Linked DNA regions of Triticum aestivum: region 1 is linked to region 2. A link is a contact called in public Hi-C data. All regions are on one chromosome and are shown on one strand. Each heading gives the region's core, a stretch centred on a gene start, on an enhancer-like site or on the middle of the called end of the contact. The rest is flanking DNA. Distances are from core to core; before and after follow the strand shown. Region 1 overlaps LOC123044425. Region 2 holds the start of LOC123044424 (zinc finger protein ENHYDROUS).

Evidence for each region. Hi-C and Micro-C count contacts between places; a contact is called where the count stands out from the background.
Region 1: a contact with region 2 is called in a Hi-C map of leaf, with 8 times the contacts expected there. The contact joins the enhancer-like site here to the promoter of LOC123044424 in region 2. A contact is called at or near these places in 3 of 5 Hi-C or Micro-C datasets (all in leaf) and 1 of 1 datasets of contacts at active chromatin or transcription factors (leaf).

The regions. Positions count from the first base shown.
Region 1 is chr2B:217,140,564-217,147,307 of IWGSC CS RefSeq v2.1, reverse strand. It overlaps LOC123044425, which reads left to right. Exons shown (of 16, transcript XM_044467162.1): 14 at 1,061-1,234; 15 at 2,269-2,391; 16 at 2,757-3,176. The coding sequence ends at 2,918. Among protein-coding and RNA genes, the nearest start is that of LOC123044425, 11 kb to the left of the region's middle. Within about 2 kb of position 3,592, at least 6 of the 8 cell types and tissues checked have an H3K27ac peak or open chromatin away from gene starts, as enhancers often do. A contact at or near this core is called in leaf, where this site is marked.
Region 2 is chr2B:216,686,367-216,693,198 of IWGSC CS RefSeq v2.1, reverse strand. It overlaps LOC123044424 (zinc finger protein ENHYDROUS), which reads left to right and starts at 5,349. Exons shown (of 5, transcript XM_044467161.1): 1 at 5,349-5,734; 2 at 5,830-6,232; 3 at 6,346-6,719. The coding sequence starts at 5,644.

The sequences.
Region 1 (6,744 bases), core at 2,343-4,842, 460 kb before region 2:
GATGCTATAGACTGGGTGTTTTTATTGACTCATAATGGAGCATCAAGCGGATACAAACACAATGAGCGACACCTGGCCTCTGCATAGCTAGGATGCACATAACCACCACCAACACACAAAAAAAACTCACGCTGGCAGAAAGCAAAGTCCTACATGACTGAAGCTCTGCCTTGGCGGAGGAAGAAGAAAAAACGATCAAACAGCGATAGACTATTTACAACAAGACCATCGACACCGACTATCTCTTGACAACACAAGGAGGGAACGACACACAAGTGCCGTCATCGCCGGATCCAACCCTCGAAGCCAAATCATGGGTTTGCACCCTGAAGTTCATGTCCGAGCAAACTCCAAGCAATTCCATCAACATGGTAATGGCGTAAAAACGCTGCCATTGCCAGGTATAACCAAGTAGGGTCAGACCTAAGGTTTTCACCCCGGAGCTCGAGACCGGCTGCTCGAGAAGCACCACCATGTCAAAGTCATCATCTGTTGTCTCCTCCACTTTCCTCGATCCCAACAGCAGCAACACTATCCCACCGTCGCACACGCGACAAAATCGGATGTTGGAGGATTTTCAGTAGCACTGCCAAAATCTCAATTTCGGGACGCTTCGCTGGCGCCGCACCATCCTCACAAGTGGCAGCACTGGTGGTGCTCTGAGGCCAAAAATTGAAATAGCTCCTCAACTAATGTTGGGTTCTTTTGTCAAATCCCTCTCTTTTCAATGATGCAGTGAAAAATTTCTCGTGTGTTGCCAATGCAGTCAGAGGTTCAGACCTTTCTATACAAGTTTAATGATATGGTTGAGTACTATTGGCATCTGTATTTTAGGCTGTTTGATCACCAATCGGCATGAAGCCTACTGTTTTAACTACGAACCACCTCAAGTTTCATAGTCAACTACCTTCAAAAAACTGTCTTGGTCAATGGCATTTTCTATGGCTCTCTCATATAGACTTATAGAGTGGTTTTATTATTTATGATTTTTTCTCTCAGATATGCAACGTTTTTAAGTTCGTGACCTTTATCTTGATGAAACCATCTTAATCGTATGTAGGAGTGGTGGACATATGTTTGTATGGGGCCTTCTGATCCTCAACCAAATTGGCACCTTGGGATGCGCGGAACCCAGCATCGGGCAGTGATGTGGAGAGCATGGAAGGAGGGTGGCACAGGATTTCTTTACTGGGGTACCAACTGCTACGAGAAGGCTATGATTCCAAGTGCCGAGGTATGCTATACATTGGAAAACCTCTTGATACAGTGGGGTGACATCAATCTATGAAGGGTGTGATCATTTTTTACAGTAGAATTTGTGTAAAAGTTGCCTGCTAGTTTTTGTTCGCGGTGACATGTGGGGTGTAAGTTTGAAAATCCCCCTGGTTCAAGTACCAAACCCTTGTTCAAGCACCGAACAGACAAAAAAATCCCAAGTATTTTTTGGAGGTTGTTCCTAACCCATCAAATATCTCTTCAAAAGTTCCATTAGATTCATTTTGTGTTGGGAGATATGTCTGGCATGTTATAGGTTAAAAAATGTTTGTGTTGCATTGTAAGCAAGAAAACATGATTTAGGATGCTTGTTTGCTCATGGAAGTTTCAAGTTCACATTCATTTTTTGTTGGTAAACATGGAGGTAGTTGGCTTGCATGAAATATGATTGTGATTAGTTGCATATATCTTCAGCACTGTCCCATTTTATGTTCCCATCTATGAACTTGATTCGCAATAATTAAAATTTATTGTATTTGGTGCTCATATTTTAAAATTTTATGGTATTTTCAAGAAATATTACCTGTACATGGGTTTGAATGTTGAACTTATATGCATACAGCATGTTTTGCTATTGAGTAACAAGTAGTCCCTCTTTAAAGAAATATAAGAGTGTTTAGATCATTAAAGTAGTGACCTAAACGCTCTTATATTTCTTTACGGAGGGAGTATAAATGTGTAAGAAAGTGATAAGATAGTTTTCTTACTAAATTAAGACTAGAAGTCTAATAGATATGTATCTAGTAACTCTTATTTTAGTGCATCTGTGGATGGGTTGTCTTATGTTCTACTCCCTACATTTAATCTTAAACTGAACTTTCAGCATCTGTATTGTTACATGATTTAGTGCTTTAAATATGCCATTTCCTGTTAATTCAGGTATCTGACATCGTTATTCCGACTTCAATGTTTATTTTGCATTTCAAATTTAGACTGTTTTTGTTTACTTGGTATATTATGTTTAATCTTATTCTCAAACTTGTGTGTTTGTAGATCTGTTTCCGACGCGGCCTTCCTCCAGGCGATGGGGTTCTGTTTTACCCTGGCGAGGTGTTTTCTTCATCAAAGGAACCAGTTGCGTCCCTGAGGCTTGAACGCATTCTCAGTGGCATGCAGGTGATACTTTCTGTTTTTGTTTTTTGAAATGCTACTCCCGCCGTTCACTATTATAAGATGTTTTAACTTTTTTCTGATTCAGATGTATATAGACGCATTTTAGTGTGTTTGTTCACTCGTTTCAGTCGGTAGGTAGTCCATACTGAAATATCCGGAACATCTTATATTTAGAGCGGCGGGAGTAGTTCATTTTTTGTCCTATTTCACCAGTTCACCTTACCTTTTGTTTGGTACAACTGTTGGCTTAGATTGGTTACATAACCAAATGAATTCTTCCAGCCTTTCACTTTAAACCAATTTCCAGTAGAGAACTGTGAGCTGACTGAAACTTAGCTAACAGTTGATTTCTGGATTTTGTAACGCAGGACATTGAATACTTGAACCTTTACTCCTCAAAGTACGGCAGGGAGGAGGCCTTGGCCCTCCTGGAGAAGGCTGGCGCGTATCTTGGCCCGGATCGCTATGCACATGATCATGGGCCAGTTGATGTGATGCGCGGTGAGGTATACCGCACCTGCAGATCTTAGGGCAGCCATGCATACCTGTCGTTCTTTCTTTCTTCCATTGCACCATATCTGTTGTTGTATGTGGCTTATTACACTGTATTAGCCCACTGAAACTCGCTAAATACTTTTGAGCAAACTCGTCAAAGCTAGTATAGTAATTGTAGATGCCTGTACTAAGTCAGTGACAATTAATATGGATGGGAGGGAGTAGTGGTAGTGTGGCCATCTGGGCCTTGTACATATACGGACGCTCTTTTTGAATCTTGTCTTTTTTTTTTCTGTTTGTGCTGCGCCTGCCATGATGAATCGTTTGTTGTCGAGGGTTGCATTTCAGTACCTGGAGAGTGGGGTGGGAGACAGAAACGATACCTGGAAAGAGTTTTTCGCCAAAAGCCCCAGGACACTTGAAGGGCCTAGTCAAATAAGGAATTGACTGGCCGACAACGCCAGGCTGCCTCCTTCACCACTGGTACGGACCCATATGTCTCAACGAATCCCCTTGTAAAGAAAATCTATCCCCAACGAATATCTCATCTGTCAGCTTTTGGCTACACTTGGCGACGCATCGAAAACCATTTCAAATGTTCTGGCAAAGGGCCGCCGACAGATGGGACCCAGCCCCACCAGTCCACCCAATCGTCCGAGCTGTTTTCTTATCCGGGCCCTTCACTCGCTCCGGCCTCTTCATGCCCGTCCCTGCCGCGTACCCTACCCTCCTCCACTATGTCCTACGGACACGCAACAGCATCACGGGCCACACACAGAGGCACCCCTCTCGAACCCGAAGTGCATTTTATTATTTGCCAAAAACCCGCGGCATCGATTCTCATCTCATTTCAACAAGTGACACAATGCCACAATGGTGCCCTGTCCCTCTCCAGTCTGGTAGCTCCATCACCTTGGCCCCCAGCGGCCAGAGCCATTCCAGGATCTAATGAACATGTATACGTTATTTGTGTTATCCTTTATTATTGCAGATTACCTTGTTGGGGAGGCTGGGGGGGTCCGCACAAGTGGACGGTCATTATCGCAGATCCATGATCATTCGAAAGATCTCCGACATCTCCATTGTCAATTAGCTCTTGCCTTGATCCAAACCGGCTGCACAAAGCTTTCTTTATTTAATTTAATTAAAAAGAGTCCGGAGAAAAGCTTCTTCTCACTACACTGCACTGCACACCGGTGCAACGCTTCTGTGCTTGCCACTTGGCTGATCTGCCTGTTGTTATCGGTCTACCCAGGTTAGATTATGTGATGTCTTTTCTACTTTCGAGTCGTAACCTCCTCCTGCCTTATTGCACTAGACTGTAGCCGCGAGATTCTTCCACTGGAGAGTGGAGACACCCGTGATGCTGTTGCCATTGACCAGATGCATCAGCATCGTCACACCAAACAACCGGCGCTATTGGTTCAAGGTATCTAGGCTGAATGAACAGCCGGCGCTAAGTACGAGTGGCAGTTTACCCAACGCCGTCCAGTCCTCTTTCACATGCCGGTTTCCTAGTTTTCGTTTTGGAGCATCCCAGAAAGAAACGACCCAGAAAACGGCGGCGCCCGTCTGGTCTTGCGGCGGGCTGGTGCCCATCTTACGCGACGGCCGGTGGCTGCACGGCGATTCTCCGATACTCTGGTGATCTCATGGAGCAACGACCCGGCCGTTCTCTCGTCTTGGAAAGGACTCGCACCGCGGCTCGCTCTTCTGCCCGGCTGATCGCAGTTTTGTTGAGATTCAGTTAGAGACGGTTGTCCTTGTCCGGCCTACCTGACGTCGACGCCGATCCCTGTGCGGTCTTGTATAGCTGTGACTTTGCCATTCATGCTCAGCTCGCCTGCAGGCTGCATCCGCATATCTCCGGACCGCACGAGATCATGATGGACGACCGGATCCTGGTGAAACTGAACCGAAAGAGCTAACCACACAAGGATGCTACGGTGGAACCATGGAAGAAGCACAAGGAAGGGATTACCAAGTGCTGTTCATGTGCAATTTTCACGCCACGGATAGTTTTGTAGCTGGATACCAGCGGCAGTGCGTGTTGGTCAATGATCAGTTGCTTGAGGTTTCTCTTGCGTGGAAACGACTTTTCACTTTCACCCAAGGGCCGGGGATGGGTTCCACCGGCGAATGGTTTCTTTTCGATTCCCCAGGACAGGAGGCTCCCCGTGAATGATTGAATTGTTGCGCATGGCTCGTTTGTCTCCAACTGCTTGGCCGTAGTGGCCAGCCTTTCCTTTTCGTCCGGGAGCTGATTATATTTTTGTGGAAGGTGTCTCCCGTTTATACTATATTTCAAATAGCGATTAGATACTAGCAGTACGGTTACAGTCACGGCCATGCGAAATTGTTTCTGCCTTTCGTTCTAATCTGGGGTGGCGATTGATGCACAGATTTACTCTCGGTTACCCGTTGGTTGGCTTTTAATAACAAATCTAGGGGCGCAGATGGAAGCCTTTCGTCCCCGTGGAACGGCGGTGCCGCACGGCGAGAGAGGAGCAGAAAAGATCTTTGGCGGAGAGAGAGGACCACGAGCAAACGGGGAACGTGTGACTGTGAGCGTGCGAGAGCTGGAAGCCTGGAACCCAGAAATAACAGATCGTTCAACAGTGCAAATAGACATGCATGGATCCAAATGGGAGGGTGTACACCTTGTACTGCTCGTTCCTTTTTTTTTTCCTGAACCGGAGGCAAAAGATTTGCCTCGTCCTTTAGAGGGTGTTACAAACGACACGGTTACATAAAGCCTCACTCTCCCAATATTATAGTTTACCTATAAGAGCATCTACAACCGGACTTGACAAATCCGACCCGTACGCGTCAGGGCACGCCCGCGGGCGCATCCGGACGAGCCCTCATATTTTTGTCCCGCCATCCATGTATCTCAAATCCGGACTCCCAAATCCATGCAAATACATGCACGTCGATAATACAAGCCAATGTCGCATGTAAATAGCAAATGTTGGTAGAATCATAGATAATGTTTATATAAAATTTATTTTAAGTGCCAAACTCAAGTATTGGCTCCTTGGTTGCCATTGTGCATCCACATGTGCTCCACAAGATCATTGAATAGTTGCATGTGCACCTGCTGATCTCGAAGATTCTGATGCATGTGCAAAAAGTTCATAAGCTGAGCCGCATCTTGATCTTCCGGAATTTCAACTTGTTCTTTAGGTGCTTCGAAATCACTACACCATCACCCTCATCCTCGACAATCATATTGTGCAGAATAACACAACATGTCATCAGCTGCCACAAAGCTTCTGATTCCCACATCATTGCAGCGCTCCACACAATTCCCCAACGAGCCTGAAGCACACCAAATGTCCTCTCCACATCCTTCATAGCCGCTTCATGCATTGTTGCAAAGTGGCTCGGTTTATTGTCATGCGGTTCAGATATGGTCTTCACAAACGCCGTCCACTGAGGATAGATACCATGGGTAAGATAGTATCCCATGTTGTACTCTCGGTCGTTGACGGTGTAGTTGCACGACGGCGATTTCCATTGCAAAGCCTCTTGAACACTGGAGATCATTGAAGCACATTGATGTCGTTGTGAGTACCCAGCATTCCAAAGAAAGCATGCCAAATCCATAAGTCATGTGATGCCACCGCTTCTAGTATGATGGTGGCCTCTCTGGTGTGACCTTGATACATTCTCCGCAAACCTTTGGGGCAGTTCTTCCATTGCGAATGCATGGAATCAATTGATCCGAGCATGCCTGGAAACCCCCTTGCCTCTCCAATAGCCAACAACTTCTCCGTGTCCTGCGCATTTGGTTCTCTGAGATACTCAGGTCCAAACACCACCACCACGACGCGGGAAAATTTGACAGTAGTCTTCAAG
Region 2 (6,832 bases), core at 4,100-6,599:
TCTGAGTACAGACATCTACAAATGAAAAAGGCTGAGAAGCCTGACTATCTACCAGATCCTGCCAAGGGCACAAGATCGTAGCTGAGGTAACAAGCTAAACATCGAAGTTCAAGCGGAACTACTAGTGAGACGGAAGTCTCTCTGCAAAAACATAAAATAGGCAAACGTGAGTACAAATGTACCCAGCAAGACTTACATCAGAACTAACTACATACGCATCATTATCAACAAAGGGGATGGTGGGGTTTAACTGCAGCAAGCCAGCTTTGACTCGGTGGCTATCCTAAACTACGACTGCATGTAACTCTTTTGAGGTGGCGCACACAAGTCCACATATTCACCATATCAATACACCACTATGGATCCGCTCCCGTCTCCCTACGAGAACGCCATCCATAGCACTCACGCTTATCTTGCGTATTTTAGAGTATCCACTTTCACTTGTCTATGAACTGTATAGGCAACCCAGAGGTCCTTTACCGCGGACGCGGCTATTCGAATAGATGATGTTAACCCTGCAGGGGTGTACTTCTTCACACACGCTCTCGCCACTTACCACCATGTACACGTCATGTATCTCGGCAACCTTCAAGTGGAAGCCTGGCGAGGGTGTCGGCCACGGCCTACCTAAACACTCAAGTCTCTAGTCCAGGTTTATCGCCTATTCAGGTTCCATCCGCAGGGAGTCTGGCTGAGGTTTCCACATACGGCCCCGAACAATGTGTACAGGGTTCCGCGACACCAAACGGGCGCCCGGCATACCCGGCCATGTGCCTACCGCATCACAGCCCACCCCTCGGCTCAGCGCTGCCCACGGCCTCCAGCATACTACAAACACCAGAAACTACTTGCAACTCCTAGACAAAGGACAAGGGTGGTTAAGAACCCGAGAGGGTCAATTAAGGATCCCAATGAGTGGTAGTTGTTGTTTTGTTCATGGATCACAAACACAGAACTCAGTTCCTGAGGACGGCTTCAATGAGACAACCCACCATGTACTCCTACATGGCCTCTCACCGCTACCTTTACCAAATCGTGTTCACACACTTAGCTCACACTCAGTAGGACATGTTCACACACCTCTGATTCATCCCCGATGAATCAGACCTGACTCAACTCTAAGCAGTAGCAGGCATGACAAACAAGCATGAATGAGTAGGCACATCAGGGCTCAAACAACTCCTACTCATGATAGTGGGTTTCATCTATTTACAGTGGCAATGACAGGTCATGCAGAGGAAAAGGGGTTCAGCTACCACAACAAGTAACACATGAGTCATTGTTGTCCTAATGCAGTAAAAAAGAGCAGAGCGAGAGAGTGGGTTTGTATCGGAATGAACAAGGGGGTTTTGCTTGCGTGGCACCTCCGAAGATAGTATAGCTCTTCATCGGTGTCATCGATCACATCGTCGAAATCACGTCTATCGAGAGGGGGCAAATACCGGCAATGGAGAAGGAAACACAATCAATGCAATGCACAATATGATGCATGATCATGACATGGTAATATGCTGTGATGTGAGCTAATGCAACTAGCAACAGGTTAGATGAAGTTGGTTTGAATCCAAGATTCAAATTCAAACCCCATATGTGGATATTCAAATGCCATTTATATGATTTGTCCTAAACAGTAGTCATAAGTGGTTCTAACATGCATGAAACAAGTACAGATGGATAGATTGGATTTTTCTGATCATTTTTCATATATAAATTATTACATTCTGAGTTACGGTTGAATTTCTATGAATTTTAAAAGTTTAGAGCATTTTCTGCAATTTCTGGATTATTTAAAATTAAACTAAATCCAAAAAAAGATTTACTGTGTCAACATGACATCATCATGACGTCAGCAGGTCAACCGAGTTGACCAGGGTCAAACCTGGCTGGTGGGACCAGCGTGTCATTGACACAGGGACTAATGCCGGTCAAATCCAGCGCTGACTGGGTTTGACCCCGCACTGGGGTCCATGTCAATGGTTGTGGGTTCTAACTAAACGTGGTTAGTACCTAAGCTAATGACGCCACGTCGGCACACCGGAGAATGGCCAGGGGCGACCTCAAGACACGACGAAGGGTTCCCGGAGTGGCGCTACATGCGGTGTTGGGCCAAGCCAAGGGCACCAGAGGGTTGCCCTTGCTCACGCGCATCCAAGGGAGGCACGCGGGAGGGCGCGGGGTGGCCGGAGCTCGCTGGAACGAGCTCGTGGCGGCGGTCGAGGTACGGCTTTGAGCGGGCGCAGGCTACATGGCACGGGGAAGCTCTCTGAGGGGCTCGCCGGACTCCTGGTGAAGCAAGGAGGGCGATGATGCGTGTGGGAGCCACTGCTTTGGGCTCTGGCCACAACGGCGCCATGGCCGGCGGTGGGGAGCTTTCGAGTGCGGCGGCTGCGCAAGCTAGGGGAAGCAATCAAACGGGGGGAGGGAGGAGGACAGAGCAGGACCTCACTGCGCGTCGTTTGGCGGCGTCGAACGGCTCAGGGAAGGCCGGACGGCGTCGGAATCACGGCGGCGATCCCCGGGACCCGAGGATGAAGATGACGTCGATGGCGGCGCTCGGGGCTTCCGTGCTTCCTTCCTTCGGTGCAGAGGTGAAGCGCGAGGTGGCGGAGGCTCTGGATAGCTCGGGGAGGGGAGGCGACGGCTGTGGGCGTGGCAACTCATGGCGGCGTGCTCGGGCGCGTGAGAGGGAGAGCGAGGGAGAGAGACAGAGGAGAGGGAAGGCACGGGGGAGAGTGAGAGAGGGTCCAGGGGGTGTGTGGCGTTGCGGAGGGGGTCCAGGGCGATGAGGGGGCAGCCAGGCAGGCAGCTGCCGGCGTGGCACGCCGTGGCGCGTGGCTGTCTTCTCCTCTGCCTTCTGGCAGGAGGAAGAAGACGCCCCTGCCCTCGGTGGGCTGGCTAGCTGGCTGGGCCACCAGCTAGGCCGACCAGGTGGCTGCACAGGTAAGTCCTTCTCTCTCTCCTTTTCTTTTATTTCTATTTCTCTTTTGTTCTGTAAGTTTGTGGCATTACTAAAAATATCTAGGCACTTTCAAAAATCACCAAACTGTGCATTGCCCAATGTTTAGAATATATCCAACATGGAATATTTTAGTTTGAGATTATTTGGACATTTAAAATATTTACTAACATTTAAATGCCCAAATGCAATTAACTAATGATTTAATCCAGTGACCTTAGGATGTCCTAGAAATTTGTGCATCATTTTTGTCAGAGGTTTAAGACCAAGGCAAAGATGATGAACATTTTAGAAGGGCATTTCAGGTTCATTGAAAATATTTCATTGTGACCTTAGTTGGATTTCATTTGGTGCTAGGGTTTGAACATCCCCATTTCAAGTTTAGGCCAAATTTAAACATGATGCACACATGAAGCTAGCCTAGTGCATTGCCAGGAGCTAGGGATGTGACAGTGCACTACTATCCAATGGTAACAACATACCGCTGGCTAGCACATCACCCAATTTGTTTTTGCACGACAAGGTCTAAAGGGGAAATATGCAAGTTCACAGAAGATATGTAAAATAATTATCAATATGCTTAAACAAATGATACTTATTTGGAGAAACGTCTACTCTTTCATGAAAAGAAGGATCGCTTCCCATTTTGCTCCTTCTTTCGTCCAAACACCTTACTACGCCCTCCCATATTCCTGTTTTGACCCCCCCCCCCTCTCAAATCTTTGTTTTTTCCCTAGGTTTCCATGAAGACCGCCTCAACCGCGCCCCAAAAAAGGGCCACTAAAGTATCCACCGCAAAAAAACACCTTTTGGGTCAAAGCCGCCTCCCCCCTCCTGCGCGCAAAAAAACACAGGCAATAAAGTTTTTGTTTGGCATAATATGTATGCCTCCGTTGCAACATGCAATTTCCTACTATAAATATAATGTTTATTAGAGAAAATGCCTACACTACTCTCACCGAAAGGAGTGTAATGTAAATTCATAAAATGTAAAAGTATTTATCGGTGCACTTTTGAAAGAGTACTTACTAGGGAAACACATGCGACTTCCCCCCTGCAAAAAGGAGTGGAAGACCATTTCACATAAAGTGAAACAATACATTTATCAGCATATATGGTTCGAAAAGATCACTTTCAGGAGAAACGCCTGAACTTTGCCCCGCCGAAAAGAAGTACTCCTACTAGCAGAATAAAACGTTCACCAAAACGGCACCCATTTCCATGGGATTGCTAGCAAGTGTCACCCTCGCTTGCCTGCTTTGGCCTCCGTACGCGGTGATAGATCCAACACACAGCACGCAGGAGGTGGGTCTAGGCGACGGCAGCTAAAATATCCTCCCCCATCGACACGAAACCTAGGCGGAAAAACAAGAGCTACCAACACGTAAAAGTGAACCTTTTTTATTGGTAGTCCACCTTTGGAAGAAACAAGCTCTAGCTCACGAGTTTACTATCCGCCCCAGTCGCCCAGAGGGAGGAGGGGCCCCGTGCCCCCGTCACCCCGTCGAAGACGACTAGTCCGCCTCGACAGCGTGGGGGAATACGGCTCGCCGACTTCTTTCACAGTCCGTTGCGCGCGAATACGTACGTATGCCCGCGCCGTCGCGCGTACGTATGGCCGCAGCGCAGCGGCTTCCGTTACTGCCTGCCGTGCCGTGACCCGAGGCGCGGGCGGGGGCGGGGCGACACGACAACCCCCACCGCCATGTGGATAACGGCGATCTCTGAGCAGCCGCGCTAGCTGGGGCCAGCATCGCTTTCCGCCCTTATCAACTCCGGGGAGATCCAGCCGCTGCGCACCGCGTGGTTCCATTTCCCTTCGCTGGACACGACTCCTCCTCCTTTTTCCGTCCTCGCCGCAGACATCTTTCGGCTTCGCTCACCTGACGATTAAATCCGTTCTTCCTCCCTGCAAAAAAAATAATATTAAAAAAATCCGATCTTCCCACAAAGCATCCCAGCCATTTTTTTGAGGGGCCGAGCAGTAGCATCCCAGCAATTTTTCCGAGGCACCAAGTAGTAGTAGCAGCAGCAGCATCTCATTGGTGTATAACATAATTGTACTAGTACTGGTAGTACTTGTACAGTACTTGCGGCGGTATCAGCTGGTCGACCATACGTAGGTACGTGGAATTGAGGGGGGAGAAGGCACAGTGATGGAGGCGATTGGACACGGGCGATTTTTCTCGGGGTGTGGGGCTGGATTTAAAAGGGGGCAAGCTAGCCACCAAAAAGGGTGTCCCCGCAGGGCAGTAAACGGCAGGGCGAGACCACGTGCGCACGAATCACGGCGCGGAATCCGACGGCGGCGAGGGGACGCTACCCACCCCGCACCCAAAAGCCAACGTGCCGGATTGGCACCGCGCGGTACACACACCACCCCACCCCACCCGAGCGAGCACCGCAACGCCAACGCCAACGCCTCATCCGATGCCGCGGCCGCTCTGACTCCCATCCATCTCCCCACACCCCCAACCCCCAATCGAAAGCAAGACAAGCCAAGCCAGCCAGCCAGCCAGAGAAGAAGCGAAGAAAGGAGGAGAGAGAGAAAAAAAATCCTCCGTCCACCGCCTCCGCCGCCGCCGCGCCCTCCGTTCGCTGACGCGGGTCGCCTGGGCGCCGATAAGGGGCAGCTGGAGGGCTGTGAGCTGAGCGGAGCGGCGGCCGCGGCGCCAGATCGACCGGGGATGCCGCCCAATCCGACGGAGCCGGAGCAGCCGGAGGCGGCCGCCACGCCGGCGCCGCCCAAGAAGAAGAGGAACCTCCCCGGGACGCCAGGCGAGACCGCGTGCTTCGGGTTTTGCGGGGTGGTTGGTACGGCTCGCGCGAGCTTTCTTGGTCTGACGGTGGTCGGTTTCCGTGTGCTTGTGCAGATCCGGACGCGGAGGTGATCGCGCTGTCGCCGGGGACGCTCATGGCGACCAACCGGTTCGTGTGCGAGGTGTGCGGCAAGGGCTTCCAGAGGGACCAGAACCTGCAGCTCCACCGCCGGGGGCACAACCTTCCGTGGCGGCTGCGGCAGCGCGGCCCCGGGGCGGCGCCGCCGCGCCGTAGGGTCTACGTCTGCCCGGAGCCCGGCTGCGTGCACCACTCCCCCGCCCGCGCGCTCGGGGACCTCACGGGCATCAAGAAGCACTTCTGCCGCAAGCACGGCGAGAAGCGATGGGCCTGCCCACGCTGCGGCAAGCGCTACGCCGTCCAGGCCGACCTCAAGGCCCATGCCAAGACCTGCGGCACCCGCGAGTATCGCTGTGACTGCGGCACACTCTTCACCAGGTACTGCTTCCAGCTCGGTTCCCCCCAATTTCGATGCTCCTTTCTCCTTCCCTTGAGGGGCAAATGTTTGTGCTTTTGTTTCATTCATCAGTCGGCGTGCTGGCTTGATTCAGGAGGGATAGTTTCGTGACACATCGCGCTTTCTGTGGCGCTCTCGTCGAGGAGACCGGCAGAGTGCTTGCTGTTCCGGCGCCGCCTTCGCCTCGGCCACCTGATTTGCAGGAGGTTGAGGAGAATGTGGACAAGGACAAGGAGAAAGAAGAGGAGAATGTGGATAAGCACAAGGAAAAGGAGGATGAGGAGGACAAGGGGGGAGAAGATGAAAATGAGACTTCTGCCGTGGCCGAGGTGGATGAGCCGCAGAACGTTGAGGCAGCAATGGAGGAGCCACAGCAGCAGCGGATTCCGCCGTCGCCATCTCCAACGCCGACATCTCCAACGCCACAGGAGCAGCAGCCAATGGTGGCAGTTGTGCCAAATTTGGATGGTATGCTTCTTTTGCATTTTGCAATGTGTTTGTCTTACTATCTATTCATAGACTATGTTAGATTTATAGCAAAGTCATTCTCCCTAAATCCATCTTTATTTGTTATTACTGTA